Linked DNA regions of Sus scrofa: region 2 is linked to region 1. A link is a contact called in public promoter capture Hi-C data. All regions are on one chromosome and are shown on one strand. Each heading gives the region's core, a stretch centred on a gene start, on an enhancer-like site or on the middle of the called end of the contact. The rest is flanking DNA. Distances are from core to core; before and after follow the strand shown. Region 1 overlaps LOC110256773 (a long non-coding RNA gene). Region 2 holds the start of GADD45G (growth arrest and DNA damage inducible gamma).

Region 1 (7,541 bases), core at 3,146-5,645:
CCAGGCTGCATGCTGGCCATGCCTAGAGGGACCAAGCTGGGAAGGGCAGGACTTGCTCACAGACAAGAGGAAAAATGAGCAGATTGAAGTAGGAACATGGCCACTGCATTCTCCCCCCGGCATGCAAGGTAGCTGACTCTACATCAAAGTATTTTGGAATAAGTAACAGATAGGAAGTTGTGTGCATGTCAAAAGGGGTCTATATCTTTGACTCCAAAGCCATCCTCAAAAAAAAAGAAAGAAAGCAGCCGTTTGTTTCTTTTTCTTCTCAGGCAAAGTTCAGGTTGAGAAAGATCTTTGGAATGGAACAGTTGCATAAGTGGGGGATTAGCTGTACTTACTTATAAATAAATTAATGTCCGTGAGCAGAGAAAGCCTAGTGTATATTGAACACCCACCCCTAACCCCCCCCTAAAGGCCCACCTAGAGTCCTTGGTTGTTGTTTTCTTACTTGAGGCTTCTTTGATTTTTCTCTCCTCCCACTGCAGGCAACATGGGCCCTGGGCCCAGGACCTTGGCCGACAGTGTTATCACCTGGATCCCAGTCTACCGGGGTGATGTCCGGCTTCCCCCACACAACTGAGCTTTCATCCGATCTCCATCCTCAGACTCCGAGGCCCTGAACAAGGTGCACATAAGGGCTCAAAGGAGGTTTGGTGAGCGAGTGAAAAAAAATGATAGGGCCGCGTCAGTGAGTCTGCAGGGAGGTAAAACTTACAGCCCCCCTGAATTCGGCTCCTATGATCGTTTCCACGTTTACAGAGGAGTAAGCTGTGGCCCAGGGAGCTCAGGGCTCTTTGCCAGGACACGACATCTGGTTAATGAGTGACAAAGACAGGATTTAGCCAGGTCTGCTAAATCCACAGTCCATGCCTTTGGGTCAAACAATCTCTGGTACTTTTGACCAAAACCGAAAATGAATTTCAAAAAGAACTATAAGGTCCAAAAGGAGCCTTGGGAAGCAGTTATCTGGTGTGGATGAAATCTCTGTCTTCTTTTACAGGTGACCAAGAGTCAATGATGCCAAAGTTTTTACTTGGCTGGGGAATGGTGAGACCCAAGTGTTATTCTCTGTCACTCTCAGCCCTGTGTCTTTGTCTTCATTCAGTCATTCAACAAGCACCAAGTGCCTGCGATGTAGGTCACGAACTAGGTACTGAGGTTGCACAGATGAAAAGGTGTGCCTGCCTACCTCCAAAAGCTCACTGCTTATCCAGGTGACTGGCACACAAGCCAGCAATTACAATAAAGCATGTAGGAGGCATAAGAGAATTTTGTGCAAGATCTATGCAAAGACTCAAGGGTCAAAGGGAAGAGAGGACACGTGTTCTGTGGGAAGATCAGTGGGTGGGAGACAGAAAGCTTTGCAGAGGGAAGTGTCCTTAGGCTATTTAGCAAAGCATCATGCTCATGGACTGGAAGGTTCCATGCTTGTCCAGCCCTTGAAATTTGACTCTTTTGCAGTCACGTGGGAGATGGCGCATGTTGAATCCTGGCTTTCCCAGTGGTTCCCGTGCCCACCATGCCCTAGGAAATGGAGTAGCAGCACTGCCAGCCCTGCACCCCCCAGGCCTATCTGCATGTTACCACCGCATCTGAGAGGGAGGCCAGGGTGCTGGGAGCGGACCTCCTACTCACTTTGGGTGAGTAAGGAAATGCCTGGTCCCATGGGATCTTCGCATCCCCTTCATCCGAATTCTAAATGTCTCACTTACACAAAGTAATGCAGAATGTTTGCTAAGCCACATGAGTTGGTTTGTTTTGTTTCGTTTCTGAGCACAAGCAAAAGATGTTGGCACTTCCCATTTCTCACCCAGCAAGAATCAACAGTGCTGAATGCTGGGCTCACACATGGAATCTGGGCTTGATTGTTGTTCTGAGTTGCCTGCGAAGATCACGCATGGCAGTAGCATCTCCAGTGGCAAAGAAAAGACAGGCAACTCTGAGCCTGTGTGCCTGTCTCCCCAGCACAGATGGAGTGGGTGAAACACAGTGGTCCCCACACTTGCTGGCAGCAAGGCTGCCCATCCAGAATACGTACTCTGTGGAATCCTTACCTGCTTGGTATGCCTCTTAAAAAAGTATCTGGCTCAGAAGATCACAAAAAAAAAAAAAAAAAAAAAAAAAAAAACCCGGACTAAACAGAAAATAGGAAACTAACAAAAAGTGAAATCATTGTCAATTTCTTTTCCAAAGGACTTTGCTTCCCTCAATGAAATTAACTAGTAGGTAGAACTACCTCTGCTCTTGCTGATTCCATGAAAGTTTCTGGTGTTTTGCTACTTTGCATTCTGATTATGAAAGCTAAGTATGCTCATTTGCCTAAAAAAAAAGCAAAAAAAGATTATCAATTGAATATTGATGACCGTCCCGAAAGTGACCACATCAGGAATTACTACATGCTTCACCACCACAAAAATCCAAGCTCCCCAGAAGAACTCTTAAAGCGCATTTTGGACCAGAGTTTGTCTTTCTGTCCATTGACATTATCTTTTTTTTCTTACTACTATAATTTTTTTTTAATGGCCATACCTGTGGCATAGGGAAGTTCCCAGGCTAGTGTTCGAGTGGGAGCTGCAGCTGCCGGCCTACACCAGAGCCACAGCAGTGCGGGATCCGAGCTATGTCTGCAACCCACACCATATCTCACAGCAACGCAGGATCCCCACACACTGAGGGAGGCCAGGGACGGAGCCCACATCCTCATGGATCCTAGTCGGGAACGTTAACCGCTCAGCCATGAAGGGAACTCCTCCCACGGGGTTTTGAACAATGTCTGTGCATGGATTTCTAAGGCAGGCTGACAAGACCTATAGACCCCTTCATGGAATAGTGTTTTTAAATTAATAAAATGAGGGAGTTCCCTTAATGGCACAGCAGAAACGAATCTGACTAGGAACCATGAAGTTGCGGGTTTGATTGCTGGCCTTGCTCAGTGGGTTGAGGATCTGGCATTACCGTGAGCTGAGGTGTAAGTTGCAGATGCACGTGGCTGGGATCCTGCATTGTTATCGCTGTGGTATAGGCCGGCAGCTGCAGGTCCAATTAGACCCCTAGCCTGGGAACCTCCATGTGCCAGTGAGGCCCTCAAAAGACAAAAAATTAATTAATTAATTAAATTCATAAAATGTGCAGAATTACGAAGGAAACCAATCAGAGTGAACTCGAGCTATAAAAAATAATTGTTATAATTTGAAAGGTTCTTCACAAAGATACTAAATCACGAATCAGGAGTTGCTCTATGAACTACCACATTGAGGCGTTGATAAGCATAAGGGGGAATGTTAAGGTGTCTGCAACAATTGTCCCAAAAGGAGGTGAGCTGTGATCCTGCCGATGGGTGGTCCAAGGTCCCGTCAACAGGGCAGACAGCAATGTGGAAGCGAGAGGCTAGTGAAACGGAAGCCACAGTGCATCCTCATCCACATTCGCAATCCCCACCCCGCCCCCCGAAACATTCCAGTGGCTGCCTAAAGGTCTGTGGACCCAGGATTAAGAAATCCCAATGTGACCTTTTCAACTGCCAGGCCACCGATAAGTCTTTGTGACGGCAGCGTCAGAGAGAAAATTCACAAAACTCCTGCCTCAACTTAGGCCGTAAAACAAAGACTGATATCCTGTCCCAAGTCTCTGACAGGGTTGCCAGCTCTTGACGATTAAAATCCCGGGTCCTTCTGCGAACGTACCTCCCAGCACCCCATCCTCTTTGCACGGAACCAGAGGAAGAAAACACGGACAGAGCGTGGCCCAGAGCCCGGGAATTACAGAAGTCTCTGGAAGATACTAAATCACTCTCCTTGTTCCAAAAGCCCCAAGGACAGCAGAATTATCTGGAAAACAATTTCCCACAAAAGGATTCAGGCTGCCAGGGTGGGGCGGGGGGGAGTGGGGGTTGATTTTCTTATGATGCTGCCTTCAACCTAAGCTTTCTAGACAGGTATGTACCAGCCACGTAATACACTTTCTCTGTAAATCACCACTGTTTTCAAAAGAGAAGATGGTTTTCCCTGTTGCTGCGTGCACATCTGCCAACCAGCAAGAAGAGCTGTACAGAGCAGCTGTGTGTTATTTCCTTGACCTTGCAGGCCGGGATCCTGCTCTTTTACTCGACCTCGGAGCTGCACGACACAGAGCACGGTGGCCTCCACATCTGTCTTCCAAGAACGACGGACACTGTGATTGTCCAGGACACAATGATTTTTTCAAATCAGCAGTGATGTGGGTTATGATCCGCCAAGGAAGGAAAGTCAGCCCCTCTCTCTCTCTCGCTCTCTCAAAGCAACATAGGAATGAAGAACAACAAATTACAAGCTGCTTTTGCAACGTTTCCGTAACACAGGATTCGTCAGCCTGCGTGGCTGGAGTGGCTGGTCCAGGCCCCCTGAGTCATGCCTAGGGAGGACTATTTATAGAATAGATGCTTTGTTTGTACACTCTCCTGTTTCCTGGGCCGAGGCCTTCCTCCACCTGCACGGGGAAAGTGGCTCATCCAAACAGCAGAATCAATTCTTCCTTTCCAACTTTCCCTGAAAACACAAAGAAGAGGAAAGGGCAAACACAAAAGGCGTTTTAACGAAAGGAGTCTTTCCTCTCCAACTAAAAACCCATTCAAATGTTGTTTTCTTCAGCCCCAAAAGGAAAAAAAGAAAAATTCTGGGGAGTTCCCATTGTGGCTTACCGGGTTACATACCCGACTAATATCCATAATGACAAGAGATCAATCCCTGACCTCGCTCAGTGGGTTAAGGATCTGGCATTGCCATGAGCTGTGGTGTAGGTCGCACACATAACTCAGATCCCATGTTGCTGTGGCTCTCTGGCTGTGGCTATGGCATAGGCTGACAGCTACAACTCTAATTCCACCCCTAGCCTGGAAACTTCCATATGCAGCAGGTGCAGCCCTTTAAAAAAAAAAAAAAAAATCCTGGAGCCCTTTTGTGTAATTATTAGGGGTAAAGTGCTCAAATAGCACGCCCTGTGGTCCCTAAGGCTTTGGGTTTCTCAAGCCTCCCTGGGGTGCTATGTGGGGTGTGAGAAGTAAACGGGGCCCACCACCACAGCTGGGCAGGCTCTGTCCCATCTGTTGTGCATATTGGACATTTAAAGAGATGTTTCTGCTGATACACAGGAGTTTGAAAGCCCAAGACTATAGAGTCAAGGGGGCCCTTGGGGCTCTCAGAACACACACCTCTCTCCCCTCATCCTGCATGGTGGCAGCAACAGCAAACCCCAAGGCAGTGAGCAGCCTTCAGCCGGGCCTGCCCACCAGAAGCATCAGTGTCTAGGTGAGACCTAGAGGTGGAAGGAGGCAAGGAAGAACTCCAGTCAGCCTTAAAGAGGAACAATCTCATTGGAGAGAAATAGAGACAACCCAGAGGGAGGCTGCAGGGAAGAGAGCTGTAACAGTGCTGGGCAGCGGGCAAAGTCCCCACGTTGAAGGTGGCCAAGGAGGACAAGGAGCAGACCTGCAGAGGTCAGGGCCAGGCAGGACGCCTCTCTCGTGGACCGCGGTGGACTGGATGTGCACAGGGAACAAGGCACAGGGGGCACCCAACAGCAAGAGCCATGTCGGCGAGACAACCACACACTGATGAAATGGGAGCTGGGAGCCTGAATCACTAGGTTGGGGACAATTGAGAAGCCCTTCCCATCTGAAATGAAGGCACTGGGAGAGCTGGTGGGGAGAGAAAGTAGGTTATTGCACTTTTATCCAGTTAGGCTACATGGTATATATGGTGCACTGCTAGATAGTTTAGATATAGATAGACATATGTATCATACCATATATCATAAGAAAAGAGACTATCTCATAGAAAAGACTTAAACTCGGACCCAGATGCCACAAACTCAAATATTGCACAATAAAAATTAATTTTGAAAGACCAAAGTATCTAAAGTACCAGTACCACACAGCAAAGTGAACCAGTCATACATACAGGCACATTCTTTTTCCATCATACCCAGGAGACTAGATGTTCGTTAGGAGCTCATTGCTTTTCTAAATGTAATAGTTTCATCTACTAACCCCAAACTCCCCACTCGGCGGTACAGCAAGAGCTGGCACCACGTTGTAAATCAACCATACTTTAATTTAAAAAAATAAAAAGTTAAATCAAATTTAAAAAATAAAGTACCAACATGGGAACTTTCTTAGGTAAAAGAAAGCAGCTATCAATTTGTTGTTCGGTAGATAACTAGAAATATCCTTTAAACCAAACTCGACTTGGAGTTATTGGCAAAGCCAGAGAGCAGAACCACACCAGGTGCCTGGATGCTGCCCCCGCACCAGCCCTGAGAACCGTCGCTGCACCAGGGGCTCCAGAGGCTTCCTGTAAACAGCTCCCACGGAGCCCGCAGGAGACAAATGCTCCAGTGTTGACAGAAAGGCAAGTCCTTTCTGTCTAAACAGTGTCCTGCCTGCTGACACTCACTGGGCCCCCAACCACAGAGGGCGGGTGTGACCACTGACTCCCGCTGCCTGACAAACTGCTCCCTGGACAAACAGACGGGCGCTGGGGACCGCGCCGCCCTGATCTTCTCACGAGATGCAGGAAGAGGAGCGCCCGGGTTTACTGCAATCCAACACCCCACTGAGCGTGGGATCTGGTTCTTTAACTGACTGTCCAGACTGCTTTTGTCCTCCCCACTTGTCAGGCCTGACCCAGGCTTTTGAAGCAATATGATTTCCAGAACCTCTGTACTGGGAGCACTGGTAACAAATGAAGCTCCCTGTCGCCTCCCACCATACGTAGGCACACTTACACACAACACACGTATAAACCACACACACTACACATACACCACCCACACCCACACACACCATACACATACACACCACAAACACCATACTACACACACACACTACACATACACCACACATGCACAATGCATATACACACACCACACACACACACACACGCACCACACACACAGACTACACATACACCCCCCACATACACACCACACAACATACCACACACACACAGTGCACATACACCACACATGCATACAACACATATACACACCACACACACACAGACTACACAACATACACACACGCACACGAATACACACCATAACACATACACCACGTACCACACAACATACCACACACACACAATGCATATACACACCACGCACACCACAAATACCACACCACGAACATATACACACAACATAACACATCTCGTACCACATCACACACATATGCACACAACACACCATACACATACACAATCTGTATTAAAATTGTTAGCAAGGGGTCTAGGAATGTGCATTTTAACAACCACCCCGAGATGCAAGAGTGGTCACTTCCAGATGAACCAGATTTCAAGCCTTTAAACTATTTGACTGGGGAAAAAGGCCTTCGGATCGTAAGAGAAATGCGTGTATCACCCGTCTCTGCATGGGTCAGGCCATCACTGAAGTCTCACCAAGGCCCAACCCCAGCCAGGCTGGTAACCTGGGGATCCTCCCTGCGAGCGCTCAAGCCCCCTGCAGGCGTGCAGAGCTGCAGGACCTCCTGCGGCAGATCAAGCTGC
Region 2 (7,455 bases), core at 2,442-4,941, 120 kb after region 1:
TATGTTGCATGATATGTACCCCTCAGAGGTGTAGAAAAGGCGAGAAAGAAATATACCAGAATGTGGAGATGGCCCCTTCCAGTGCTTCTACTTCTTTCTTTCCTTTTTTGCATGTTTTAGAATTTTTCTACCATGAATATGTAAAACTTTTGTAAACGTAGAAAGTTATCGTAGGAAAGTAAGATATACTTCCTTCCCGGTCATGTGGCATAACAGGTAAAGTGTGGGGCCTTGGAACCAGACGACCTGGTCCCAACTCCACCAGTCCATTTGATTGTTAGGATCTTTAGCAAATGCCTTCATCAACTTTGAAGTTGTACTGTCATTCATTCAGCACTTTCTAGATGCAGGCCATTATACTAAACAGTCTGCCTGACTACCTCTACCTGGCTGTGATAATTAGCGAGTCCATTCAGTACCACTTAGTATGAAGTGGAAGTATAGATACTACAATGTATCCATATGTTGTGTCTGTTTTAAGCACTGTGCCTGTTTTACCTGTCCTCCGGAGTATTTCATTTTAATAGCATTAAATACTTTATATACCCCCCCAAAAAAGATTTAAGCACAAGCTTTGGGGCTGGCACTATGTCCAAGCATGCCCTTTGCTCCTCCTGTAAATTCTCTAGCTCCTGGGGCTCGAACACGTGCCCTAGCGGTAAATTCTAACCCAAGAAAGCCAAGTTTCTTAAGGGCTGCCAAGTGAATGTTCTACAAGGGTCACTGGGCCAGCAGGAGGGTCTGCTCTGTGCAATGTCGGGCTAAATTTGGGTAAAGCTAAAGGGTAGCTTTCGAAGTAATGATGTCCCATTTGTGTTTACTATAGCAAACTGTGGCAAGTGGTCATTAGGCCAGAATGCAGACTGCTATAGAGATTCATCCCGTGAGGCTCCACCCTCCATGTGGAAAACTTGAGGTTTTGAGCAGGAAATAGGTGAAATAGTAGTGAAACTTGGGTACAAACACAGCTGAATTATTTCACTGGCTAGACTAGTCGAGGAAGAAATGTTTTTAAGAGCTGATAGGTGTGAAGCAAGATGCTTTAAGCAGTCCTGTTAATTCTCCCACAATTTGGGGAGAATTTAAAAAGTGGAACCCACCAAGTAGAATCAGCTGCCAGGGACTGCTGAAAAAAAAAAAAAATCAGTGGAGTTTTCTTCTTAGGAAAAGAGTACACCATCCCTTCCCCTTTGCCTCGAAGGCTCAGTGGACCACTGGGCAGCTTGCTAACAGCATCTAGCAGCCGCGTGTGTATTTCCCCCACTGAAAGCAGTATAGACAGGCATGAGAGTGAAATCAAGATACTATTGGCTTGGTAAAAAAAGACTGATTCACTCTGCACATTTCCCTCTAGAGCCTTCTTAAGGGAAATCTTTGTCAAAAAGATTAAAATTATTTTTCTTCTCTAAGTCTTTAAAGGCTGCTGTGAAGAGCAGTAGTCCTCAATAAGTCTGATGTGGGCAAAGAACCCTGAAAATAGTACAAAGCAGATGCTGGCCCCACTCAGAATTGCTCACACCCATTTGTGCAGATGCCGCTTTACCATTCTTTGCTAAGATCTTTTTAAGTTCTATCACAGCCATGACAAAATGATGACTCACACGCAAATGCAGTCATCATGTCATATGCGATATTAATACCTTGGTGACATTGCTCTAAGCGCCATCCCTTTGAGATAAAAAGGTTCCTCAGAGCAGTCTGCCGCCATCCTCAGGGACCACAAAGGGCAGCCCCTGCAGAAGGCAATGCTCATTGCACAGGAAGGAGCTGCCTGCATCCTGCAAGCTGTTCGATAAGCAGCTGTTGGAAGGGAGGGGGCAGAGGGGAGAGAAGGAGGAGGGGAGGGAAAGGAAAGGCCTCCGTTATCAGGTTGGATGGCCAGCTGCTGCACTGATGGCTTATCCCAAGTATGCTCCTATCTTGCGAGTGTAAAAATCTTCCTAAAGGGAGAGGAGGGCACGGCTCAAGTTCTGCTAACACCCAGCCAACGCCCCCTCCCCCACTTCGAGCACCCCGGGAGCCTGTAATTCAGCCCTAACAGGAAGATGGAACAGGTGCCAGCGAGTTCCGGGAATTTCAGAAATCGTCAGCAATCCCGCTAACCACCTTCCCCTCAGACAAAGATCCCCTGCCCTCAATAAAGAGAGTTAAGTTTTTTTCAGTAAGTTTATTGTAAGACTCAACGCTGCAGCAGCATAATCCTTTAGAAAACGAAGCATCGCCCGGATCCGTTTTGAAACAGCAGTGCCTACTGCTAAGTCCGTCAGAGCTTCTGTTACTGTACAAGTCCAGGCCTCCTGGCCTTGCCTTTCCCCTCCTTTCTGCCGGGAGCACAGGCTGCTGAGTCACGCCTGCCCGGCCAGTCTGTCCTTCCCGGCCGCGCGGCCAACGTCCCGCCTCCGGCCTTCCTGGGCGAGCAACCGCTCCCCACACTTGTAGAGTCCTGGGCTGGGGCCAGCCTGCCCCTGTCGCCGCCGGGCCCCTCCTCGGGAGGGAGCCGCACCTCCTCGCCGCTCTCCACGCGCCGGCGCCTGCCAGTCTCCACGCCGCACTCGGGCGCCCTCCTAGGGCGCATCCACAGAGCCAGCCCCGCGCTAGGCGCCCCGGGGCGTTACCACGTCGATCAGACCAAGACCCCCGCCGGGCTGTCACTCGGGGAGGGTGATATTGGGCACCCAGTCGTTGACGCTGCGACTCTCCTCGCAGAACAGGCTGAGCTTCTCCAAGGCGGGGTCCTTCCACGCGTCCTCATTGGGGTTCTGCGAAGAGAGTCCAGAGGTCAACCGGGCTGGCCGCTGGCAAGGGCAGGGATGACATCGGGATGGAGGCGACACTCACCGAAATGAGGATGCAATGCAGGTCTCCCGGCGTGCCCGCCTCGTCACCGGTGCCCACGATCGCCGCCAGCCGCTGTACATCGCCCACACGCACGATGTCGATGTCGTTCTCACAGCAGAACGCCTGGATCAAAGTGAAGTGAATTTGCAGCGCAATGTCGCCCTCGTCTTCCTCGTCAGCAGCCAGCACGCAAAAGGTCACGTTGTCGGGGTCCCTGCGCGAGCGAGAAGGAGGTGAAGAGGTCAGATCGGTGTGCCCCGGGTGCCCCGTGCCGCCTTCTCCCCGGTCTCCCTTGCCGCTCTGCCCGCCCCCGGCCGCCTCGCCCGGACCGCGTCTATACTCACACATTCAGGACTTTGGCGGACTCGTAGACGCCGGCGGTGAGGCAGCCCTGTCGCTGCGCCGACAGCAACAGCTCGTGCAGTGCTTTCCCGGCGCCCTGCATCCTGTGGAGGAGCCACCGCCATGAGCGTGGACAGGCCGGAGGGTGAGCCAGGACCCCCGAGCCCTGGGAGGCACCCCCGGCGCCCGACTCCGGCGCTCCAGCCCAGTGCCGCACCCCCAGCCCAGCGGAAACACTTGGGCCTGACTTCTACCCAGCGGACCCCCACCCCGGAAGGTTTCGAAGACTGCGCCCAACCAGCCGCGGCCAGGGCAGGACCAGGATCCCGGAGCCCTGAGACGTTCGGCGCTCAGCGCGGACTTACCTGGCCGTGCTTTCTGGAACCGTATCCTGGCCGCGAACTTCTTCCAGAGTCATGTTGCGATCCGCAAGCAGCAAGTTATCCACAAAAGCAGAGGGCGGAGCGGACGCGAGCGAAGAGAGATCAGCCCGCAGCTCTGCTCGGCGTGCCCACCGCCAGCGAGTGAGCCCGGGTCCCGCCGCGCGCCTTTATATAGGCTGGGTCTTCGGCGCCGCCAGCTGGCGCAAGCCTGCGCGCCCATTGGCCGGCGCCCGCTTTCTGATGCAAATGAGGCGGCGGCCGGCGGCTCGTGCCAGAAGGCCACGTGGGGAGGGGTGCGGGGGATGACAATGCCTCAAATCTGCTGCTTTTGTCGGGGTGTTACCAGGCAGCCTGGAGCCTGCAGATTTCATCTAGCCTTTTTGTTTTTAAGTCTTTAAAAGGGAAAAGTTTAAAAAAAAAAAAAAAGCCAAACCCTTGCTAGCTAATAGTACGCTGCAATTTGTGAAATGCACCGTTGGAGAATCTAATGAATTTATTTTTGCATTTATTTTTGTTGTTACCTTTCTATTTTTTCTTTACTCTTAATTTGGAGTTTATGAGACAGTAGCTTTTAAAGCGGAACTTAAAAACACACAGTCCTGGCTTTAAGCTTGCAAAAGGCCCGGGCGCAGCTCCCTCCACCTGACACTAGGGCCCGGAATGCGAGGTTCTCCCTGCAGAATCAAGGCTCCGACCCCGTCGCGCTGGAAAGTCCCACCCGAGCTCCCCGCCCTCTGCAGAGCGCTGCGGGGCGCCGGGGCTCCCGAGCAGATTGCGGCCGGCGCACGCGGCTCGTTTGCATTTCTATGGAGGACGCACAATAGCGGAGGTCTGGCGTGTGGCGGTTTGTGGGAGGGACAATCGAAGCTTTCTCTTCATAGCGACACTGTCCACCTGCCGCTGGGTGGGGTGGGTAGGGCCCTGCCGCTCGTGGGGGTCGCCGGGCTGCCTGGCGCGTGGGGGTCGGGGCCGCGTGCCGCTCCTGCCCTCCTCGGTGCGCGGCTCCCCACCCCCACCCCCGCACAGGCCCTGCTGCACCAGCGGCACGTTTGCATGTAATTCCGCCCCACCGGGTCCTTGCACACGTGCGGAACAGCGGTGGCAGTTGGAAGGAACACCTGGCTGCTGCACCATTTACACAGCCGGCTGCGCTCAGCCCGGACCCCTTGGCTCCAGGCCCCTAGAGCTTGGGGAACGCGGCTCGGAATATCTTTCCCGGAGCGCCATCTACAGGCCGGCAGGAAAGATCCTGACCACCTCCCTCCCCTACACTTGCATTGACCACTAGTGACTTGGCCTGCAGCCTCCTGGTCAAGGAGCTGCCCTGGTAGGGTCGGCTGAGCTCCCTCCAAGCTGCGTATTAACAGAAGTCAGAAGAAAGGCTGCAAAACCCACGCCGGAAGGAGTTGGGGACAAACGAAAAGACCCTTCGCTCACTCAACTTATCACTTTTGGTGTCTGCATCTCTCTGCTCTACGTTGAAACCAGTGCTGCGGTGCATTCCATTGCCCCTCTTTTCTAGATGAGGCCTTAGAGACTGGACAGGACTGTTTGCGGGCCGGGGTGAATTCGCTGGAAGCCCAGGCTCTGGTGCAAGACCGGAGATAACGGGTAAGAAAAACAGCCGAGTGCGCTGGCGTTTTGCGCCACCCGGTGGCCAGCTGCCAGAGGACAGCTGCGAAAGCAGGCCACTTCCTGATGCCAAGAATTGGGTCTTTGCTTACCTCATATCCCTGAAATCCGAGGCGTTTTATAACAGCGGGAGTCAGACGGCATCAGGCGGTGATTATTTGCTACTGTATCTTCTCGTTCGTTGTTGGTGGTGTTTAAAATGATGGTGGGCCTTGATTGGATAAAGTGTTTTTTCTTAAGTGATTGAGACTTAGGTATTGCTCTAATTAAATTATTAAACACTCAAACTGTTTTTATAGCACTGAGAACTATATCTAGTCACTTATGATGGAGCATGATAATGTGAGACAAAGAATGTATACATGTATGTGTGACTGGGTCACCTTGCTGTGCAGTGGAAAACTGACAGAAGACTGTAAACCAGCTATGATGGAAAAAATAAAAATCGTTTTTAAAAGTAAGTTATTAAACACTCCTTAAAATGTATTAGTTCCATGTCCCCAGGAATTGTTGCAAAAATGAGACCTATTTGACATCTCAGTGCTTACCCACCCCCCAACTTAAAACACTAGAAATCTCCCCCCACAGCAGGCCTCAGCCCCTCCTCCTAGAGAAAGGCCCCTGGGGAGGGGGGGACAGGAGACAGCTTTTCCAGTTGGCACTGAGCCAGCCTGGAGGAAGAAGGCTGATTGACAACCCCTGGGGGCTATTCTACTTCACTCACATTTTTAAGGTATTCAATTTCAGGAAAACCCACCTCTCTGACATAGGATATGGCTTCACATGGGTTTATTGGGTCAGGCAGAATGGCCCCAAAGCCTTCATCACAATTAGGAAAGAAACATTGTGTCTGGAAGCTAAGAGGGCCCTCCACTAGACCCCCACCCCCACCCCCCACCCCCCACCCCTACCCCCACCCCCACCTCCCACCCCTACCCCCCAGCCCCCACCCCTGCAGTTTAGACAAATGCAAAAGCTACTGGGTCAGGAACAGCCCATTTCAAGTTTGCTGGTCAGACTAAGGGGAGGAGGGGGGCAAAGCCAGCACCCCATTACAAGTATCTTTGGGTGCCCTCCCGGCCCACCCAGAGACAGAAGATGGTTGACAATAGCCAATGCCCATCCATCCTGCTGTGCGGCCCCCCCATCCCCCAAACCACTTTCAGCCCAAGTGTCAGCCTTGAGTCCTAAGAGGCGGTGATGTCACCCAAACTCCCTATGACTGCACCCCTAAACCTTCCCCTGATCTTAATCAGGAAGGTGATGGTGACTTTACTAAAGGGACAGCCTCGGGGATGCTCTGTTTCAAAAACCTTTTGGTTTATTAAAACTTCTCGGTCACTGCCGTGATCTGACTAAAATGCTGGGTGGAGATCACTATTCATTTGGGTATGCAAATTAGTAAGTTTAGGCAAGCAGTAAACTTTATAAGCCAGTCCCCTTTGCATTTTCTGAAATTAGTTGCTTTCAGAGTGTGCCCTAGCTCTGTCATTAAATAGCAGGTTCAGTCCCCTTATGAGGACAGCCTCACAGAGGCTGCAGGGCACAGACAGGCTACCCAGAGCTCGGTGCGGCCTGCAGGGAAGGTTCCTTCAGAAATGTCAAAAGTCATTGCTATCTTTCTTTAGGCACTCTCACATAAAAATCTGAATTTCCCGGAGTTCCCGTCGTGGCTCAGTGGTTAACGAATCCGAGTAGGAACCATGGGGTTGCGGGTTCGGTCCCTGGCCTTGCTCAGTGGGTTAATGATCCGGCGTTGCCGTGAGCTGTGGTGTAGGTTGCAGACGCAGCTCGGATCCCGCGTTGCTGTGGCTGTGGCATAGGCCAGTGGCTACAGCTCCAATTCGACCCCTAGCCTGGGAACCTCCATATGCCGGGGGAGTGGCCCAAGAAATAGCAAAAAAAAAGACAAAAAAAAAATCTGAATTTCCCGCTTCTCTTGAAAAATGGCAAGATGTGGACGCCATGTGCCTGCAGCCACCCCTCCCCCACCACCACGGTGACCATCACCTGGAGGAGGACCCAGGGACCCCCCCCAGGCCGAGCAGTGTTGTTCACCTCACCAAAGTCCCCACCATGCCCCTTTGCAGATACCCAGGTGCTTTGTTCTTTTATGTGACCTGCTCATCCCCTTTGCATTTGCAAACTTTGAAAAGGAACCGAAGTTTGAAAACAACATAAAACTGTCAAGTTCTTAAAAGATGAGCTTAGAGAGTTCCTGTTATAGCACAGCAGAAACAAATCCGACTAGTATCCATGA

The links. Promoter capture Hi-C pulls out the DNA fragments that hold promoters and counts their contacts.
Region 2: a contact with region 1 is called in a promoter capture Hi-C map of fetal liver, with 3 times the contacts expected there. The contact joins the promoter of GADD45G here to the enhancer-like site in region 1. A contact is called at or near these places in 2 of 5 promoter capture datasets (fetal liver and liver), 12 of 47 Hi-C or Micro-C datasets (embryonic fibroblasts, epiblast stem cells, fetal heart ventricle and 5 more) and 2 of 2 datasets of contacts at active chromatin or transcription factors (alveolar macrophages and skeletal muscle).

Annotation. Positions count from the first base shown.
Region 1 is chr14:1,287,740-1,295,280 of Sscrofa11.1, reverse strand. It overlaps LOC110256773 (a long non-coding RNA gene), which reads left to right. Exons shown (of 3, transcript XR_002338728.1): 2 at 1-128; 3 at 489-596. Among named protein-coding and RNA genes, the nearest start is that of GADD45G, 130 kb to the right of the region's middle. Within about 2 kb of position 4,395, at least 23 of the 83 cell types and tissues checked have an H3K27ac peak or open chromatin away from gene starts, as enhancers often do. A contact at or near this core is called in embryonic fibroblasts, fetal liver and skeletal muscle, where this site is marked.
Region 2 is chr14:1,162,236-1,169,690 of Sscrofa11.1, reverse strand. It overlaps GADD45G (growth arrest and DNA damage inducible gamma), which reads right to left and starts at 3,691. Exons shown (of 4, transcript NM_001185129.1): 1 at 3,546-3,691; 2 at 3,183-3,284; 3 at 2,839-3,052; 4 at 2,153-2,759. The coding sequence starts at 3,598. The coding sequence ends at 2,649.